Regions from separate parts of the Sus scrofa genome. Here region 2 is linked to region 1. A link is a contact called in public HiChIP or PLAC-seq data. All regions are on one chromosome and are shown on one strand. The core of a region is the stretch at or near the end of the contact, and the rest is flanking DNA. Distances in the headings are between cores, read along the strand shown.

Evidence for each region. HiChIP or PLAC-seq counts read pairs in DNA pulled down with a chosen protein or histone mark.
Region 2: an H3K27ac HiChIP or PLAC-seq map of skeletal muscle shows a contact between it and region 1. The contact joins two enhancer-like sites. A contact is called at or near these places in 1 of 47 Hi-C or Micro-C datasets (skeletal muscle) and 1 of 2 datasets of contacts at active chromatin or transcription factors (skeletal muscle).

What each region holds. Positions count from the first base shown.
Region 1 is chr9:363,914-369,932 of Sscrofa11.1, reverse strand. No RefSeq gene overlaps it. Among named protein-coding and RNA genes, the nearest start is that of SCUBE2, 23 kb to the left of the region's middle. Within about 2 kb of position 2,247, at least 7 of the 83 cell types and tissues checked have an H3K27ac peak or open chromatin away from gene starts, as enhancers often do. A contact at or near this core is called in skeletal muscle, where this site is marked.
Region 2 is chr9:530,383-536,401 of Sscrofa11.1, reverse strand. It overlaps AKIP1 (A-kinase-interacting protein 1), which reads left to right. Exons shown (of 6, transcript XM_013979076.2): 4 at 1,839-1,943; 5 at 3,062-3,133. LOC110255347 (a long non-coding RNA gene) reads right to left here. Exons shown (of 2, transcript XR_002335508.1): 2 at 4,752-6,019. Among named protein-coding and RNA genes, the nearest start is that of AKIP1, 4.4 kb to the left of the region's middle. Within about 2 kb of position 3,146, at least 19 of the 83 cell types and tissues checked have an H3K27ac peak or open chromatin away from gene starts, as enhancers often do. A contact at or near this core is called in skeletal muscle, where this site is marked.

The sequences.
Region 1 (6,019 bases), core at 998-3,497:
GTTCAGTCCCTGGCCTGGAACCTTCTACATGCCTCACAGCCCCCCAAACAAACAAACCAACCCAAAGAGATGTGAACCCTCTGAACATCCCACAGAATATCCCCCAGACCAGTCACAGTGACTGTGTCAGAAAAACAAGAAGTGGCTAGTTTATCAGAGACCTTAAGACACATGTGCCCCCAGGAGGTGGGCAACGCACCCTAGGAAGGCTCAGGGACCTACCTGCCACCTCAGTGAAGGTTTTAGGCGTCCAGTGGTCATGGCTGTGCCAGAATGTCCCCTTCAAACGAAGACAGACCAATGCCTCTTTCATCCTCTCCCACAACGAAGGAAGCGCAGCACCTGGACGCCTCTCTGGACTCTGGAAGCCACACATTCCGCACCAAGGAATCCTTCTCACAAAGCGCCAGCTCCTCTTTGGCGCCTGCAGCAGAAGAGGGCTCAATAAGAGGGGCAAGCTGCTAAACCAAGAGCCTGTCACTTGGGTCCTTGGGTCCAGCAGACTCTACAGTATGGATGTGACAGGGATGCGTCACGGCTGTCATCGGCAGCAGAGAATTAAGACACCTTTGCAGAAACGGCTCCCAGCGCGTGACTGGGCCCTGGTTTAAATGAAATGCCAGATGGTGAGAGCATCAGGTTAAATTCTTCGAGAACTCCTGCCATGAACTGAGTTTGAGCCATAAAGTCGATGCGGTCTGTAGTCCTTCTCTGTTTTGTTTGTTTGTTTGTTCTTTTTAGGGTCATGGCAGGTGGAGGTTCCCAGGCTGGGGGTCTAACTGGAGCGGTAGCCACCGGCCTACACCACAGCCACAGCCACGCCAGATCCGAGCTGCGTCTGCGACCTGCACCACAGCCCACGGCTGCACCGGATCCTTAACCCACTGAGCGAGGCCAGGGACCGAACCCGCATCGTCATGGATACTTGTCAGGCTCGTTACCACTGGGCCACACCAGGAACTCAGCGGTAGTCACTGGAAGCTGGAAACGGTGGCTGCATGACGATCACATTCGGGGGGTGCCCTGAAAGGCAGCGGGGAGCGAGGGAGGAACCCGCAGGGGAGCTGCCCCGGTCACGGAGCAGCGCTGTGTGCAGAGGCGAGCAGCGCCCTCCTCGCCGGGGTCAGGAGACAGGAAGGAAAGGATCTGGTTTCGGGAGACGCACGTGGGTGGACACGGGGGGGCCGGCAGGGTGAAGATTTCAGTGTCACACATCAGCACCCAGCACTGAAGAGAAGTGAACTAAGCAAATCAAACCTGAGCCACCCTGGAACTGGCCCGATAAGCATACGAATGGAGCGGGTCCCAAGACAGAAAGGGAGACTTCGCAGAGCCCAGCAGCACAGACTCCCACATACCTCATCCAGCCCTGCTGCCTTGGAGGGTCCCATCCGCCAGCAAGAAACCAACGCTGAGCCCCTGACACAAGGTTGTTCCTTGAGGAGCCCAAACAGCCGGGTGGGGGCAAATCGGCTAGTTCTATATACCGGGCGCCTTCCACCCCGGAAGGGCCAGCAGTCTGTCCTCACGGAGACACAAAGCTATCTGGAAACCAGTTTGCTTTTTCTGCCCACAGAACCTCGGCCAGCACCCATGTCCAGAAGCTTAGAGAACACCTGACCCTGAAGCGTGGAATCCCACCCAGCACGGCACACGGCCCGCACGCCCACTGCACAGAAAAGGAAGTTGGTGAGCGGGCCCAGGACGTTAGGGTTTTTACACATACACACAACCTCAAAGAGCACGGGGGTGGCGACTGAGGGGAGCGCCAGCTTAGTCATCTGCAGCAACTGTCTGTAAGGATGGGGTGCCATCCCTCAGGATCCAGTCTGCGCGATAAGTCAGAGATGTTCGTGTGGTGCTGTGTCCCTGAGGAGGAAGACGTGGCTCCAGGAACCGAGGAGCAGGAGTGGCCACACACACGGTCACGTGCTGCTTCCTGTTCCTGCAGCGCTGGGTCCTGCAGGGTCGGAAGCCCTGGTCTCCATAAGAGGCAGACTCTTGCCAGGGAACAAAGAACCCCATTCTGTGGGTCCTGGTGCATGGGACCACAGCCTCCGTCTGCCACCAGGGCACTTGGCACTCCCTGCGTCTGAGGATCAGCAGACAAGAAAGGAGTCACCATCTTGGCAGAGGAAAGTGAGCCTGAACAGCTGGAGGTGGTACCGCTGACTTTGCACGTGGGGGATGAGGCGAACACATGTGAGGAGAAATAGCTTCTTGGAGAACAGCTGATTCTAAGTTTAGGACAGAAGAGGAACCTGGGACATCTTGAAATGCCAAAAAGCAACCACTGGGGTTATGTCCAACAACTCAGGAGCCAACATGACGAGGCTCCCACCAACCAAGACGGGATAATAAAAATGACTGCAATGAAATGAAACCCATCAGATACGTTTCAATTAATGAGTTCATGATAATATTTTTAATAGCCATGTTCTGAGGAGAGCAGTGAACCAATCCAACTGATTATCTTAAAAGTTGAGTAAATAAAAGGAAGAATTAAGCACTTATTCTGCCTTTCCTACACAAACTCTCCTGAAAAATCAAATGCAAGAGGAGGCAGCATCTTCTCATAAATTATTCCATCTAACACATGAAAACAAAATATATATTAGAATATCCCCACTGAGACGGGATTAAGATAGAGTAGAAGGACTGGAGCTCACCTTCTCTCATAAAAGCAACAAAATTACAACTAACTGCCAAACAACCTTCAACCCAATAGACTGCAAACCATCAAAAAAGATATCCCACTCCAGGAGACAAAGAGGAGGCCACACTGAGATGGCGGGCGGGGGGGTGATTACGCGATGTAAGCAACCCCACCGCCGCCAGATGGGCGGCCCACAGACTGGAAAGTAACTGTATGGCAGAGTCTCACCCATGAGAGGAAGAGTTCTGAGCCCCACGTCAGCTTCCCACACCTGGGGGTCTGGCATTGGGCAGAGGAGCTCCCTGGAGCACCTGGGGTTGAGGGCCAGTGGGGGAGACGGAGACTCTACTCTTGAAAGGTACATACCCAGGTTTTCAGGTGCACTGGGTCCCAGGGCAAAGCTGAGGCTCCATAGGAATCTGGGTCGGACCTGACTGTGGTTTTTGTGGAATCTCTTGGGAAAACGAGTTGACTGTGGCTCATTGTGGAGGAAGGACACTAGAGGCAAAGGTCTCAGGAATATTCATCACAGTGTGTTCCTCTGGAGGTGGCCACTTTGGGAAAATCTTGCCCCACCCATTAGGGCTGAGAAGCCCAGGCCAAACAATAATCTGGGTGGGAACACAGCCCCACCCATCAGTAAACAACCTGCCTAAAGATCTCCCCACCCCAGGCACACAGCCACCTTTAATCTCACCCAGAGACAAAGCCCCAGTGGGCAGGCACCAGTCCCTCCCACCAGGAAACCTACAGCAAGCGCCTGTATCAACTTCAGCCACAAGGGGGCAGACATCAGAAGCAAGAGAGGCTACAACTCTATTGTCTGCAAAAAGGAGACCACACCAAAAATCTGTACAAAGTGAAAAGGCAGAGAACTATGACTCCAATAAAGGACCAAGAAAAAAAAAAACAATAAAAACATCTAAGTGATCTGGAGATTACCAACCTCCATGAAAAAGATTTTACACTGATGATAGTAAAGATCATTCAAGATCTTAGAAATAAACTGGAGGCAAAGATTTAAAAATTACAAGAAACACTGAGCAAAGAAATAGACGATTTAAGGATTAAGCAAGCAGTGATGCAAAATACAATAACTGAAGTAAAAAATTCACTAGAAGCAGCCAACATCAGAAAACAGAAGACAGAAGAATGAATAATTAAGGTGTGGTACAACTAGTGGAAATCACTGATATGAAATAGAAAAGAGAAAAAAAGATTGAAAAGAAACGAAGAGAGTCTCAGAGAACTCTGGGATAAAGTTAAACGCACCAACATCCATATTACCGGGGTGCCAGAAGGAGAAGAGAGAGAGAAGGGGACAGAAAAAATATTCCAAGAGATAATAGCTGAAAACTTCCCCAACATGGGGAAGGAACCATTCACTCAAATCCAGGAAGCACAACGTGTACCATACAAAATAAACCCAAGGAGGAACACCCCGAGACACATATTAATCAAACTGACCAAAATGAAAGACAAAGAGAAAATCTTGAAAGCAGCTAGGGAAAAGAAACAAGTAGCATACAAGGGAACCCCGATAAGGTTATCGGCAGATTTTTCAGCAGAAACTCTGCAGGCCAGAAGGGAGTGGCATGATTTACTTCACGTGATGCAAGGACAAAACCTCCAACCAAGATGACTCTACCCAGCAAGGCTCTCATGCAGATTTGAAGGAGAAATCAAAAGCTTTAGAGATGAGCAAAAGCCCAGAGAATTCAGCATCACTAAACCAGCTTTACAACAAATACTAAAGGAACTTCTCTATGTGGAAAACAAAAGGCCACAACTAGAGACAAAAACATGACAAATGACAAGGCTCATTGGTAAAGACACACATATAGTAAAGGTAGGAAATCATCCACATACAAATATGCCACCAAAGTCAGAAATCCTGAGAAGAGCAGGGTCCAGACGCAGGACACTGGGGAGGCATTTGCAATTAAGAGACCAACAATTTAAAACAATCTCCTATGTATACAAACTCCTATATCAAAACTTCAGGGTAACTGCAAACCAAAAACCTACAATAGGTACACACGCAAATAAGAAAAAGCAATCAAAATGCAACATTAAAGATAGTCATCAAATCGTAAGAGAACAAGAGAAGGGAAGGAAAAAGAGCAACAAAAACAAATCCAAAACACTTAATAAAATGGCAATAAGAACACACATATCAATACTTACCTTAAATGTAAATGGACTAAATGACCCAAACAAAAGACACAGGCTGGCTGAATGGATACAAAAACAAGACCCGTATATATGCTGTCTTCAAGAAACCCACTTCAGTTCTAGGGACACATACAAATTGAATGTGAGAGGATGGAAGAAAATATTCCACGCAAACGGAAATCAAAAGAAAAATGGAGTAGCAATGCTCATATCAACCAAAGAGACCTTAAAATAACAATTGTAAATATCTATGCACAGAACACAGGATCACCTCAATATATAAGGCAACTGCTAACAACTTTAAAAGGAGAAGTTGACAATAACACAATAAAGCGGGGGAATTTAACGTCCCACTTACAGCAATGGACAGATCATCCAGACAGAAAATCAACAAGGAAACACAGGCCCTAAATGAACCATTCGACCAGAGGACTTAACAGACATTTAGAGAACATTCCATCCAAAAGCAGCAGAATACACATTCTTGTCAAGTGCACATGGAACATTCTCTAGGATTGATCACATCCTGGGTCAAAAATCAAGCCTCGGTAACTTTAAGAAAATTGAAATCATACCTAGAATCTTTTCCGACTACAATGCTATATGACTAGAAATCAACAAGAAAAAAACTGCAAAAAACACAAACATGTGGAGACTAAACAACATGCTACTAAACAATCAGTGGATCACTGAAGAATCAAAGAGAAAATTAAAAAATACCTAGAAGCAAATGACAACATGGACACAACAATCCAAAACCTATGGGATGCAGCAAAAGAGGTTCTAAGAGGGAAGTTTATAGCAATACAAGCCTACCTGAGGAAATAAGAAAAAGCTCACACAACCTAACTTTACACCTAAAACAACTAGAGAGAGAAGAACAGACAAAACCCAAAGTCAGCAGAAGGAAAGAAATCACAAAGATCAGAGCACAAATCAATGAAATAGAAATGAAGAAAACCATAGAAAAGATCGATGAGACTCAAAGCTGGTTCTTTGAAAAGACCAACAAAATTAATAAACCCTTAGCCTGACTCATCAAGAACAAAAGAGAGGACTTGAATCGATAAAATCAGAAATGAAAAAGGAGAAGTACATCACAGAAATACAAAGGATCATAAGAGACTACTACAAGCAAGTACATGCCAATGAAATGTACAACCTAGAAGAAATGGACAAATTCTTAGA
Region 2 (6,019 bases), core at 1,897-4,396, 170 kb before region 1:
AACAAGTTTGAATTTTAGGGGTTCTTAAAACCTCGAACTGCACTAAAGTCGTCTTTGTTTTTGGCTTGTTTTTTAGATCATTAGGCTTGCTCTAAATTGCAAGTGAGCCTCTCTGGGTTCCCTCCATTAGATCTTAACCTCTACTCCAAGTCCCTGGTGATGTAGTTTTTAAGTCTGTCCCTTTGGGTTCATATCACTTGCTGACCACAAAGGTGGTTATGGCACAGTTGCAGTGCCCTCATCGGAGGCAGTGTGGCTTCATGGTAGCAGCAGCCTCGGGGCCAAGAATCACTCCATGCTCTGCCTCTTACTGGCTATAATGCCGCAGGCCAGTCAGTCTCTCTCGGCCTGACCCTCCCCAGCGTAAAATGACCTTGTCTCAAGTCCTTCCCAGCCCTATAATCTGTTGCTTTGGTTCCCATGGGAGATGAACACCAGAAAACAGACTATAGCACAAGGAACTCACTCAAGATTCTTTGTTCCATTCATTGGAATGGGAGAAGAAAGGCTTCAAGACCCTCTTCTCAAAACCATGCACTGAGGTCATCTTTATGCACCTCGAAGTACTCAAACGTTGAAAGGCAGCCAGCTGACATTCAAGAAAACCCCTGCATAGGAGGTGCTCTCTGTCCTCGGAGAGTTAGAACAGACTGCAGCCTCTTGCAGCCTCAGCCTCTTTTGATTACGTGCTTGCGGGGGATGGGCTGCCCCGCAGAAGGGGGAGAGTTACTTGGTTTCCGTCTTCCGTCTCGATCTCATAATGAACATGAAGATTCAAAAGAGTCGCTAATATTTCTATGTCTTTTATAAAGTCCTCGTGACTGCAAGAAGAGGAGTCCAACCAGTGAGATACGGTTCGGAGAGTATTTGTATGTGCTTGTGCTGGTAAATGGTATACAGAACAATCCCTAACTTTGGCTCTACTGTAAAGTGATCAAGTTAAACATTTTGGTTCATGGTTCAGTAAAAGGAATAATATTTGTCTTTGATTTGAAGTTTCGCAATTGCGTGTTCTTCATCTTGGTTTTGAGGTCACGCTTCAGTTCAAGTCTCCATTAAGGAATGGAGCCTCGGAACCCCTTGGCTTTCAAGAGATGGAATTGAGAACAGTGCTCTGAGTTTGCTTTCGGAATTTGGAAGCAGCCCCTAAATTACATCATAGCTTCATGTCCTGACCTGCTTCCTCCAGCTTCTCATTCTCTTCGTCTCTTGCCTTAAACACTGTCCCTACCCTTGGTTCAGAACAAGCAGGCTTACAATGTCCTCACCGTGCGTCGTAATCAAGGGCAGGTCGAAGCTTAGCTGTGAGGGAGGAAGGTACAAGACGAAATCTGCCTTCTGCCCCTTTGGCTTCTTCTGCTTAAACCAGAGCCCTGTCCCTCCTCCGCCGCCGGGGAAAGAGGCGCATAGCTGCGGGGCTGTGCTGCGCTCCCTGTTGCGCATCTAAATTTCAAGGCAATGCACGGCTGTCTCTTCCCTGGTCTCTGAGACGCAGGCAGTAGACGGACCTGGTCGTCAGGACTTGGCGTGAGGAGATGGAGGGAGTGTGGTTGACACCGGGTGAAGCTGGGAACATGTCCTGCCCAGCTGGAGCTGCCAGAGCGCTTGCCCTCCAGAGGCAGCAGATGGCAGCAGAGCAATGCCACGTGCAGCCCCTCTCTGCGGCCGCTTCCCGCAGGCCGAGACGTGTCCGTGACTTCGGGGTGCTCTCCAGGCGGGCCGCCTGCCCTTGCTCTCTTGCCTCCCTCCCTAACGGCACTCTGCCCAGGTAACAGGGAAGGCTTTGAAACTTCGGCCAGACTGTTTGGTTACCCACATCTCTCACATTCCTTCCCCAGAAATACTGTTCATCGCTGCCCGAGGAAGGAGGGTCAGCTCACGCCTATCGTTACCACAGAGGCAAGTCGGAGCTGCGCCTGGGCCCGGACCCGGGGAGTGGCCAGGTGTGTGTCCTCAGCTGTGCCATGTCCTCTGCTCCCCAGGCGGGAGGCCCCACGTCCAGGAGCTCCTGCTGGACTGTATTACCGGATGGCAGCGCCACTCAGCATGACAGCGCTCAGAGGAGACGCCCCTCCAGGCTTGGAGAAGTTAGAGCAATGAAACAGGAGTCTGTCCAGAAGAGAAGATGATGCTGCCATAGGATCTTCAGTCCTAGGCAGACCTAAAGGAAAAGCTCCTTAAACACCCTCTTCTACATCAGGGATAGGAAAGAAATATTTTCTTTCTTTTTAGCCACTGCACCTGTGCCATATGGAGGTTCCCAGGCTAGGCGTTGAATCGGAGCTGCGGCTGCCGGCCTACGGTGGCCTCCACCACAGCCGCGGCCACGCCGGATCCAAGCCGCAGCTGTGACCTCCCCCGAGGCTTGCAGCAGAGCTGGATCCTTCACCCACCGAGCGAGGCCAGGGGTCAGATCCACATCCTCGTGGATACTAGTGGCGTTCTTAATCCACTGAGTCGCAGCAGGAGCTCCTGAGAGAGATTTCTCAGGAGAACACGTTTCACTGTAGGGTGGTGGTAAAAGTATCATGTCTTTGGTAGTTTGTAAAAACTGTAAGGAGGGGTCTCTTAACAAATCGCTTTTCCTAAAGGTACCAGTTACAGGCCTTTCTTCAGCAAATCACCTGTCTCTTACTCTGTGTCACCCTGGGGGAGCCATAGAGTCTACGTTGCACTGACTCAGCAGGAGCCCTTTGTTGTTGTTTTGAGGAGAGTGGGGGTTTTTGATCTTTTTCAACTCCCCTGGTTGTACTCAAAGACAGCAGCCTTAAGTCCAGAGTGTGATCCACTGGCTGGGTTCCTGACTTCTCTGCCCTGCGGACTCAGGCAACAGATGGGAGAGTGGCCACAGGGCCCTGAGCGAGGGCTGGCTGCACCCTGGCACCTCCGGTGCCTCTGGGCCCGGGGAAGGGGGCCGTGCCAGAGCCCAAAGCACAGGCTCCCTTTTCTGGCCTGGCCAAGGGCCCTTTTAAGTGCCCCCTAATTGAGTGGGAGAAAATTCCTCTTGACCGTCCGGAAGGCCGAGTTCGGGCCCTCATCGATGTCATACCTCTCTCTGCAGAGAAACCCCGCCTCCCTTGGTGTCAGAGGCAGCTGTCAGGCATCGGAGTGTGTTCTGGGGGTGTCCCGGCCGGTGAGTACACAACAGCCAGGGCCTGGGCTCCACCGCTCTGCAGTGCCAGGAACCAGACAATCTGGTCGCTGTCGGGCGCCCTGTACTGGGTCTGTGGTATTTCTAAGCCGAGGTGGTTTTGCCCTTGGGGAAACTGCACATTTTAGTTCAGTGGAAAATTATGTTTTCTTTCCATCCTTCCTTCACTTGAAATTTCAGGGATACGCTTTGTGCCTTGAACGCATAGTTGTGGCTGGAAAGAATGCCAGATATGCACAGCTCGGTTCCTCCGGCTCCGCTGGGCTGGCACTGGGTCCTGCCGGAATTCCGCCATCTGTTCAAGCAGCGCGAGGGCCCTGACCCGCCTGCTTACAGAGTGGAAACCATTGCTCAAATTCTGAAACTATACATTTGGGTAGATCAGGTTCCAAAACATTTGAAGGGATTTGTTCCTATTTTCCGCACGTGCTTTTCTGTAAAAACATAAGTGGCGCGTTTCTCATTTTTAGAATGAAGTTCTCATTAGGTCATGAACCCAGGGACCTTTTGGAACATGGAAGGGCTGGAATCCGGGGAATGGAACTCAGCGTGTTGCTGCAATAGTTTGCTTAGTTTTCATCTATATATAATGTGCTACTAGGCAGGATCCAGCATATTCGAGAGGTATCGCTGCTCGGCCTTTGGGCTGAGATCACGTGCAGGATGTACTGGAGTTAGTAGCAACTGAGAACATTCCGCTTCTAGTACAGGCATCGGTTGTCAGACTTGGATGCCTCAGCGCTCGCGGATCTGACGATGCCAACGGACCTGGCGTCCACGGCGTCGGAATCTCAGATGCCAGTCTCGCCCCTTTTGTGCAGTAAACGAAGCGTCCTTGGCCTGTCAGTTCTGATGCAGCTGTACTTCCTGCAACTTACTTTTGAAAAATATTCGATTCAAGTATAGTTGACGTACAGCATTATGTTCCTGAATCCTTCCTTCCTTCGCTCACATGGTTGATGACCAATAAGTCGTTGTGGGAGTTCCCGTCGTGGCGCAGCAGAAAGGAATCTGACTGGGAACCATGAGGTTGCGGGTTCCATCCCTGGCCTCGCTCAGTGGGTGCAGGATCCGGCGTTGCTGCGAGCTGCGGTGCAGGTCGCAGGCGCGGCTCGGATCCTGTGTGGCTGTGGCTGTGGCGCAGGCTGGCAGCTGTAGCTCCGATTGGACCCCTAGCCTGGGAACCTCCATATGCCACAGGGGCAGCCCTAAAAAGATAAACAAAAAACCAGGTCGCCAGATGGAGGTGCCCTGATGGCACTGGGACCCAAAATCTCTAAACCGCTCACACCTGCTCATCCTTCCAGGCCGAGCCTGTCTCTAAGGACCTCTACATAGAAGTGTACCCAGGGACCTATTCCGTCACCGTGGGCGCAGACGACCTGACCAGGAAGACCCACGTGGTAGCGGTCGATTCGGGACAAAGTGTGGACTTGGTCTTCCCTGTGTGACGCAGGCCGTTCCCCTTGCTGAAGGACCAAGAAGACGAAAGCCATTGGATGCTCTCTTAGTGTTTACCGGGAACCCCGCGCTGGGCCGGCCTTCCGGGAGCTGGAGCTCATCTCTCTCAGCGCCTGTCTTACCTCGAAAGTCCCTCACCCTCTCTTGCCCGAAAGCCGCAAAGTAATGATGCTTGTCTGAAGAGTTTTTACTGCTTGCTTTCCGAGTAAAGCCTAATTATGATAATAAAGGGAGAGATTTGAAGTGAAGAGAATCCCTTCTTATAGGCATTAAGAAGTGGAACAAAATGTCACTCATGTAAGAGAAGATAGCAGAGAGGCTAGGACACGTTTGCCCAAAGCCAGCCGCGTTCTGTGGCTCCTGCGGGAGAGGCACCCTGAGCAGGTGGCACCAGGCTCCTGGCAGGGAGCCCTGGAGGGGCCGCCTCACTGCTGCGCCCCTCAGGACAGGCGCCGTCCCGCCACCCACCTCGGGGACCTCTTCTTGGGGTGAGGTGCTGCTGTCTGCTGCGCTGACATCCCGGCTGGCAGGGCACTGTTTCCATGGAGATCCCGGCTGGCAGGGCACTGTTTCCATGGACATCCCGGCTGGCAGGGCACTGTTTCCATGGACATCCCGGCTGGCAGGGCACTGTTTCCATGGAGATCCCGGCTGGCAGGGCACTGTTTCCATGGAGATCCCGGCTGGCATGGCACTGTTTCCATGGAGATGGCCATCAGCCACCACTACTCTAGTTTCTTGTAAGAGAAAAAAGTTCTGAGAGTCTTATGCTGACAAAAATTTTAAGGACCAAAAGTCACTGACTAGGAGTTCCCACTGTGGCACAGTGGGTTAAGAATCCAACTGCAGCGGCTTGGGTCACTGTGGAGGTGCAGGTCTGATCCCCAGGCCGGCATAGCAGGTTAAAAGGATCTGGCGCTGCCACAGCTGCAGCGTAGGTCGCAGTTACGGCTCCGGTTTAATCCCTGGCCCAGGAACTTCCATGTGCCCTGGGCGCAGCCGGAAGAAAGTCACTGACCTTAACAAGTCACCGGTGTGTCCTGCACGTCTTTAGCTCCCGCCCTAGCAGCACTGTTGGATCTCTCGGCTTAGCTGTCTAGTGGTGCGTCTCCTTTTGCCCGTCTCCTGGGGAAAAAGGCTAGTATTTTATATGATAAACACGCAGTTTTAAGTAGAGCTGTCTTAGCAGTCCTGGCGAAGGACAGACTCTCAGACCTAGGAAAGCAGGTCCATGCCCACCCCCATAGGGTAGACGGCCACTTAAACCGGGTCTTGCACCCCCAAGAAGCCATGGCGAACCTCACGGGTTCTGCAAGCCTTCTGAGATAGTGTGCAACCCTGTGGGTGTGTTGGAAGAGCGGCCTCCTTTCTGGCAAGAGGGCCCTTGGATGTGACCCCAAAGATCAA